2 separate regions of the Rattus norvegicus genome follow, and region 2 is linked to region 1. Evidence: chromatin contacts called from public Hi-C data. All regions are on one chromosome and are shown on one strand. The core of a region is the stretch at or near the end of the contact, and the rest is flanking DNA. Distances in the headings are between cores, read along the strand shown. Region 1 overlaps Grb2 (growth factor receptor bound protein 2). Region 2 holds the start of Grb2 (growth factor receptor bound protein 2).

Region 1 (2,956 bases), core at 139-2,638:
CACTAGGCTGGCCGGCCGCAGCTCCAGGGATCTCCTCTCTCTATAACTTCTGCACTGTGGATCCTCACTCAGGTCCTCTTGTCTGCGTGGTAGTTACCAACTGAGTCATCCACCCCGGACATTTTATTCCTAAAGTGATGGCTTACTAACATCTTTAAATGTTTTCTGTTTAACTTTAAAAACCACATTTTCTAGATATGCATGTGTGGTAGGCACAGGCACGGTCAGAGGGACTCCTGAGACTCAAAACACAGGTCACCTGGCTAGATAACAAGTGCCTTTACCCACTGAGCCATGTCATCAGCCAGGGTCTCAGTTAGCTCAGGCTGATTTTGAGCTCACTATGTAGCCAAGGATGACCCAGAATGTATAATCCTCCTGCTTCAAGCTCCTAAGTGCTGAGACTACACTCAGTTGTTGGCAGTGCTTGTGCTAGAGATGGAACCTAGGACTCACTGTGCTAATCAGGCATTTCTATCTCTGCCCTGGGTCTCCATCCCTGCAAGGCTGTCTTTCATGGACGGCATAGCTGGCCTTCCTGCAGGTGCTCGGGTAGAGGTGGTGGTGCTGAACACAGGCCGGTCTCCAGCCCAGCACTGCCCAGGGGCCTGGCCACTCCCGACTGTCTAATCATTGTCTCCCCTTCCTGAGCTGTTTTACTGCTACTTGGAGCAGTTCAGGCAAAGGAAAGACATACAAGCTACTGAGAAGTCTAAAAATGCTAATTCTACAAACCAAGACTCTGTATGACCCTTACTTACATGTGTTTAATCAAAAATGTAAAAAAAAAAAAACCCCAAACCTAGTTATAAGAAGAAACTGTTATCATACTCAGTTGAAAAAAAAAAGTTTGAGGCAAGCCTGGTCTATAGATAAAAGTTCCAGGACAGCCAGGACTACACAGAGAAAAATCCTGTCTTACAAAGCAAAACAGAAAAGTATGCAAACCTTCTGAGGTATCAAAGCTCACCCAAAGCTCTCACCTCTGCATTCAGACACAGAACACAGCTTGGTTCTGGTGCCCAGAGCTTAAGGCCTGTCATTCCTTTCCATGACAGGGAAGTGAAGGCACAGGACTCGGAGTTCAAGGCTGGTCTGAAGGAGTGCACTCCTTCACTCATTAATCGTGGTGCTAGTGATAGAAGCCAGGGCCTTCAATGTACTACAGTGAGCTCTACATTGAGACCCTGGTTGGTGTATTTAAAAGACAAAAAAAGCCAGGACTAGTGGGGTGACTCAGTGAGGCCTTCTGCTCAGACCCGACAAGGTGGGGTTTAAACCTCAGACCCCACAAGACAGCAGAGAAAGCAAGCAGACTCCTGACAGTCTGTCCTCCTCTTCCCTGGCTCGGAGTCAAAGACACTGGGCTCCCTCACCTCGTTACAGATTAATAATGAGGAGGAGGGAACAGCTGGCCATGCCTGTAAGCCCAGTACTCAGGAGACTGAGACAGGCGAACTGCCATCCATTTGACGAGTTTCTGCTACCCAGCAAGTTCCTGGACAGCCTGGGGTGCAGAGAAGAGTCTGTGACTGAAGAGTTTTGGGGTAGGCTTCTGCAGTGACACAGTAACTAGAAGGGGAGGATCGGTCAGATGTCTAACTCTGGCTGGCTTGGAAGTCACAGAGATCCAGCTGTCTTTGCTTCTCACGTGCTAGCTTAGAGGCCAACTCCTGTTTGGATTTTTGAGAGGACACCCACTAGGCTCATGGAAACCAAGTGTCGGGTCCAGGTGAGCAGTGAAGGCAGGCGGGATGAGAAGTGGTGCAGATTAAACTGGCCCTGGGTGCTGTCAGTTCCCATAGGTTCATGACACTGCAAACCTAAAGCTCGGATCTGCTACAACTAGGTTAGAGCAAACACTAGGATGTCCACAGGAAAAGACAGGTTAACATCTTCCCAGCAGCCTTACAATCCAGTCAATGGCTGCAGCTTCTCTGGCAGCTCCAGCAGGAAATACTTACTTGACTGACAGGGAGAAATCCCCAGGAGCGCTCTCGCTCTCTCGGATCAGGAAGGCCCCGTCATGCCGCTGTTTGCTAAGCATTTCTTCTGCCTTTGCTCTGGGGATTTTGCCAAAAAACCACCTAAGGAAGGAAGGCAAGCCAGTCAACATCTGCCTCCCCACAGAGAACTGGGTGGGATGCACAACCTGGCATGTACATGGGGACACTTCTGTCGGAGAGAAGGAGGGAGGGCAGAGCAGGGCAGAGCATTACCTGCTGGCCTCTTGCCTAAGGCTCTGGGGCTACTGTTTGGCTCAGGGCCTTCCTGAGTGACAGAGCTTTCAAACAGCTTCACCCACTCCACTCTACAGATCATGATTCAAGGCAGCAACAAGGGCCACTCTTCAGGCTACAAGGAGACCACTCCTAACATGCAGTCTGAAAGCCAGTGCCCAAGGCCAAAGCTGCCCTGCCTCTCCCTCACTCATCAGGTGGTACCTAGGGAAGCCCAGATACCCAGGATAAGGGCAGAGGGGAAGACAGGCCCTTGGAAGCCATTTCATCATAACAGGAGTGCAGGGCTGGCTGGCTGACATCTGACTTGGAGGTGTGGAGTCTGCGACAGCACAGAGGGAAGCTGGACTGTGAGGAAGTAGACTCTAGGTTGTGGTTGTGGTGTCCCTTTATTCCCAGCACCCAGGAGGCAGACAAAGGCTCTGTGGTTCGAAGTCAGCCTCGTCTACATAGTTTCAGGACAGCCAGAGCTACACAGTGAGACTGTCCTACCTTACCTCATGGATCTGAAATCCTTTCATATGCACATGATAACCCCAACAGTACCAGACCGTCTGCCTATCAGTGACAAATCATTATTTCATTATGGCTATCATGCACAGCTGTGTCCCACCATGCCTGGTTTTATGTGGTGCTGGGTGCTAAACTGCAGGTCACTTACTATGAAACCTGTGTGTCATCTGCCGGGCACGCACGACGCGCACTACAGCACAGCC
Region 2 (2,956 bases), core at 123-2,622, 61 kb after region 1:
TACCTAGGAAGCGCAAGGCCCTGGGTTCGGTCCCCAGCTCCGAAAAAAAGAACCAAAAAAAAAAAAAAAAAAAAAAAAGAAATGCAAACAAGGGAAGGTATCTACCCCCCCCAAAAAGGGGATCTTAGAACGACTGAGAAAATTAACAGTGCTCAAACCGGCAGAAACTTCGAAAATTATAGCGGAGGAAGAACAAGAAGGGGAAGTAGATTATTTTCTAAAGGGGGTGGAGGCGCCAATGACTGGCGTTACAAATGTACTTCGTGGGGCTGGAAAGATGCCTCAGCGGTTAAGAGCACTGACTGCTCTTCCAGAAGTCCTGAGTTCAAATCCCGACAACCACATGATGGCTCACAACCATCTGTAATGGGATCTGGTGTGTCTGAAGAAAACTACAGTATACTCATATACATAGAATAAATAAATTTTTTAAAAAAATGTACTTCGTGTCCCTAGTGGAGTGGAATAGAGACTGAAAGGACAAAAACTGCAGGGCAAAGTGAAAGAGAGGCGAAGAAGTCAAAAGAAAGCCAATTTCTCTAGCCTCTTTTTGAATGTCAACACCATCAAAAGACGGACGTTGAACGCGCCTCGGCTTCCCGGCAAACTGCACTGCTATATAGCTTTTGAAGACACCCTAAAAATCACTTTCTTACAAACCCACACAACCTAGAGCGTTGCAAACGGACATGAACCAGCGGGGCTCTCTCCGCGAAAATCCTTCCTGCCAGCATTCCCATCAGCTGCTGCTGTTTTTCCCCCCACAACAAGTATTTTTTTTTCTCAAGTACTTCTACAAAAGAAGCTCCCAACTCTCGCAAAGACCAGTCGGTGGGTCCGGGTAACAATCATTCTAAGTCATGGTGGATTCCCGCACACAATTCGACCGCAAGATGCCAAGAGACGGTGACGTGGTTGCCTTGCAGGTCAAAGGAGCATCAATCACCACGTTAGCAGCCGGCACCGAATCCCCCGCCTCCCGGGCTCAGTCAGCCTGACTCAGAGCAGCACCCTGTGCCTCTCGGCTGCTCCGGGCTCCTCTGCGCCCAGCCGGACGGCCGCCACACCGGACCTCAATCGTCGGCTCGCCCGGTCTCTGCCCCGAGCGGGAGGAAGACCGACACCAGGAAGGAAGCGCCCCAAAAGGGGAAACGAGGAGACGGCTGCGCAGCCGCTGCGCTCCGGTCCGAGCCTTCCCCGACCCGCGAGCGGCCCGCCCCGGCAGCCCGGAGCAGACCGGGCCCGAGCTGCCCGGCGCGGCGCGGGGACGACGGAGCCCCCGCTCACTTCCCGCCCGCTCTCCTGCACTCACCGCGACGTGCCGTCCGCTCCCTCACCCGGCCTGGCCCGCCTTGTGCTGCCGCCCGCGGCCGCCAACCTCACTGCTGCTCCCTGACTGCGGCGCCCGCTGCCCAGACCGCCGTCCCCCGCCGCAGCTTGGCTCGCCCCGCCGCCGCCCGATCGCAGAAGCAGCAGAGCAGCCTAGCTTCCGCTCCTCGCCAGGGTCCCGCGAGAACTTCCCCACGCGGCCCCGCCCCGCCGCGCCCCGCCCCCGCGAGACTTTCCCCGGCGGAAAAGGCCCAGAGCGCAAGCGCTCCTCCTCCGCTCCGCCCGGCAGGTAGCCTAAGGGGGACTTCGCGCATGCGTCAGCTCGCCCCGCAGCAGGTGGCAGGGACTCGGCTCCGCCCCTGGGCCGTTGTAACCCTCTGCGTGCCGGAGCAAGTGAATTACAGCTCTGCTCTAGCGGAATAGCGCTTTCCACACTCGAATAGCGTTCTTTCTATCGAAGCAAAGCAAAGAGGCCTCGAGGAGGGGTCGAGGGGCGGCAGATCTCAGGATGGTTCGACCCAAATAGAGGACCAGATCTAGAAATGTTTGGGAATCTGGTTCGTACAACCTGCAGTGTTTGATGAACTGTTTGATTAGTCCGTTCACCGAGTGAACTACATACCTACTGTAGGTAAACACTGTGCTGGGTAAAGAAGATGAAACGACGAGCAGAGATCCTGGCCCTTAAGCGATTCAATCAATCGAGAGAAGCACCAGAAGAGTAAACAAGTAATGTCTTGGGCTGGAGAGACCTCTCAGAGGTCAAAAACAAAACAAAAAACAAAAAAACAAAACAAAAACGCTTGCTGCTCTTCCAGAGGACCTGATTTCAGTTCCCAGCACCCACATCCCATGGTTCACAACTGTCTGTAACCCCAGCTCCAGGAGATTTAGTGCCTCTGGCCTCTGATGGCACCGGCATTCACCTGCACACACCCTCGTGCAGACACACACACACACACACACACACACACACACAAACTATAACACTTACACATAGTACTTTGGGGGAATGCTGAGGAAGCCAAAAAGATGGAGAAAGGCTGGCTCTGTTCCTCTGCCCACTGCATAAAAGACTTAACAAAGAAGGTGATGTGCCGCCGAGTGCTGAGGGTGAGTAGGAGTTGCACAGCACAGGAGCCAGGGTAAGCCCATAGCCGGCAAACGGAATAGCACAGAAGAACAGAGGGATGGATGGAGGCGTGAGAAAGTCGTGTTCTGTGCCATGCAAAGTACATAGATTCCTATGTGGGGCTGCCGGCTATGGGGGAGCGGTAGAGGAAAGCTTGGAGAAGTACCTCTCAGTTCCAAAAGCTCTTTCCAATTACAGGAGAGCACGAACACATCCTATGCTAGTGCGTTCTCTAGAAGCCAACGAATTTCAGTTGAGAATACCCACCTCTGCTACAATAGAGGAGATGGGTCCCCTAGAATAAGGAAAGTGAACCGTTCTTTCCCCAAGTGTTTACGGAGCTTCATTTGCATTGAAAATGCCTTCCTTGGAGCAAAAGATGAAACCGGATGATTCCAGCAGTTTGCAATCTAGATAGAATTACTTAGTTTCAAAGAGAAGAACCCTGGCCCCAAGCACCAGGGACCTACATATTAGAATGACCAGTTACAGAGG

Evidence for each region. Hi-C and Micro-C count contacts between places; a contact is called where the count stands out from the background.
Region 2: a Hi-C map of liver shows a contact between it and region 1, with 5 times the contacts expected there. The contact joins the promoter of Grb2 here to the enhancer-like site in region 1. A contact is called at or near these places in 6 of 12 Hi-C or Micro-C datasets (frontal cortex, kidney, liver and 1 more) and 1 of 1 datasets of contacts at active chromatin or transcription factors (oligodendrocytes).

The regions. Positions count from the first base shown.
Region 1 is chr10:101,385,998-101,388,953 of GRCr8, forward strand. It overlaps Grb2 (growth factor receptor bound protein 2), which reads right to left. Exons shown (of 6, transcript NM_030846.2): 4 at 1,965-2,087. Among named protein-coding and RNA genes, the nearest start is that of Slc25a19, 21 kb to the left of the region's middle. Within about 2 kb of position 1,389, at least 18 of the 93 cell types and tissues checked have an H3K27ac peak or open chromatin away from gene starts, as enhancers often do. A contact at or near this core is called in liver, where this site is marked.
Region 2 is chr10:101,446,766-101,449,721 of GRCr8, forward strand. It overlaps Grb2 (growth factor receptor bound protein 2), which reads right to left and starts at 1,373. Exons shown (of 6, transcript NM_030846.2): 1 at 1,313-1,373.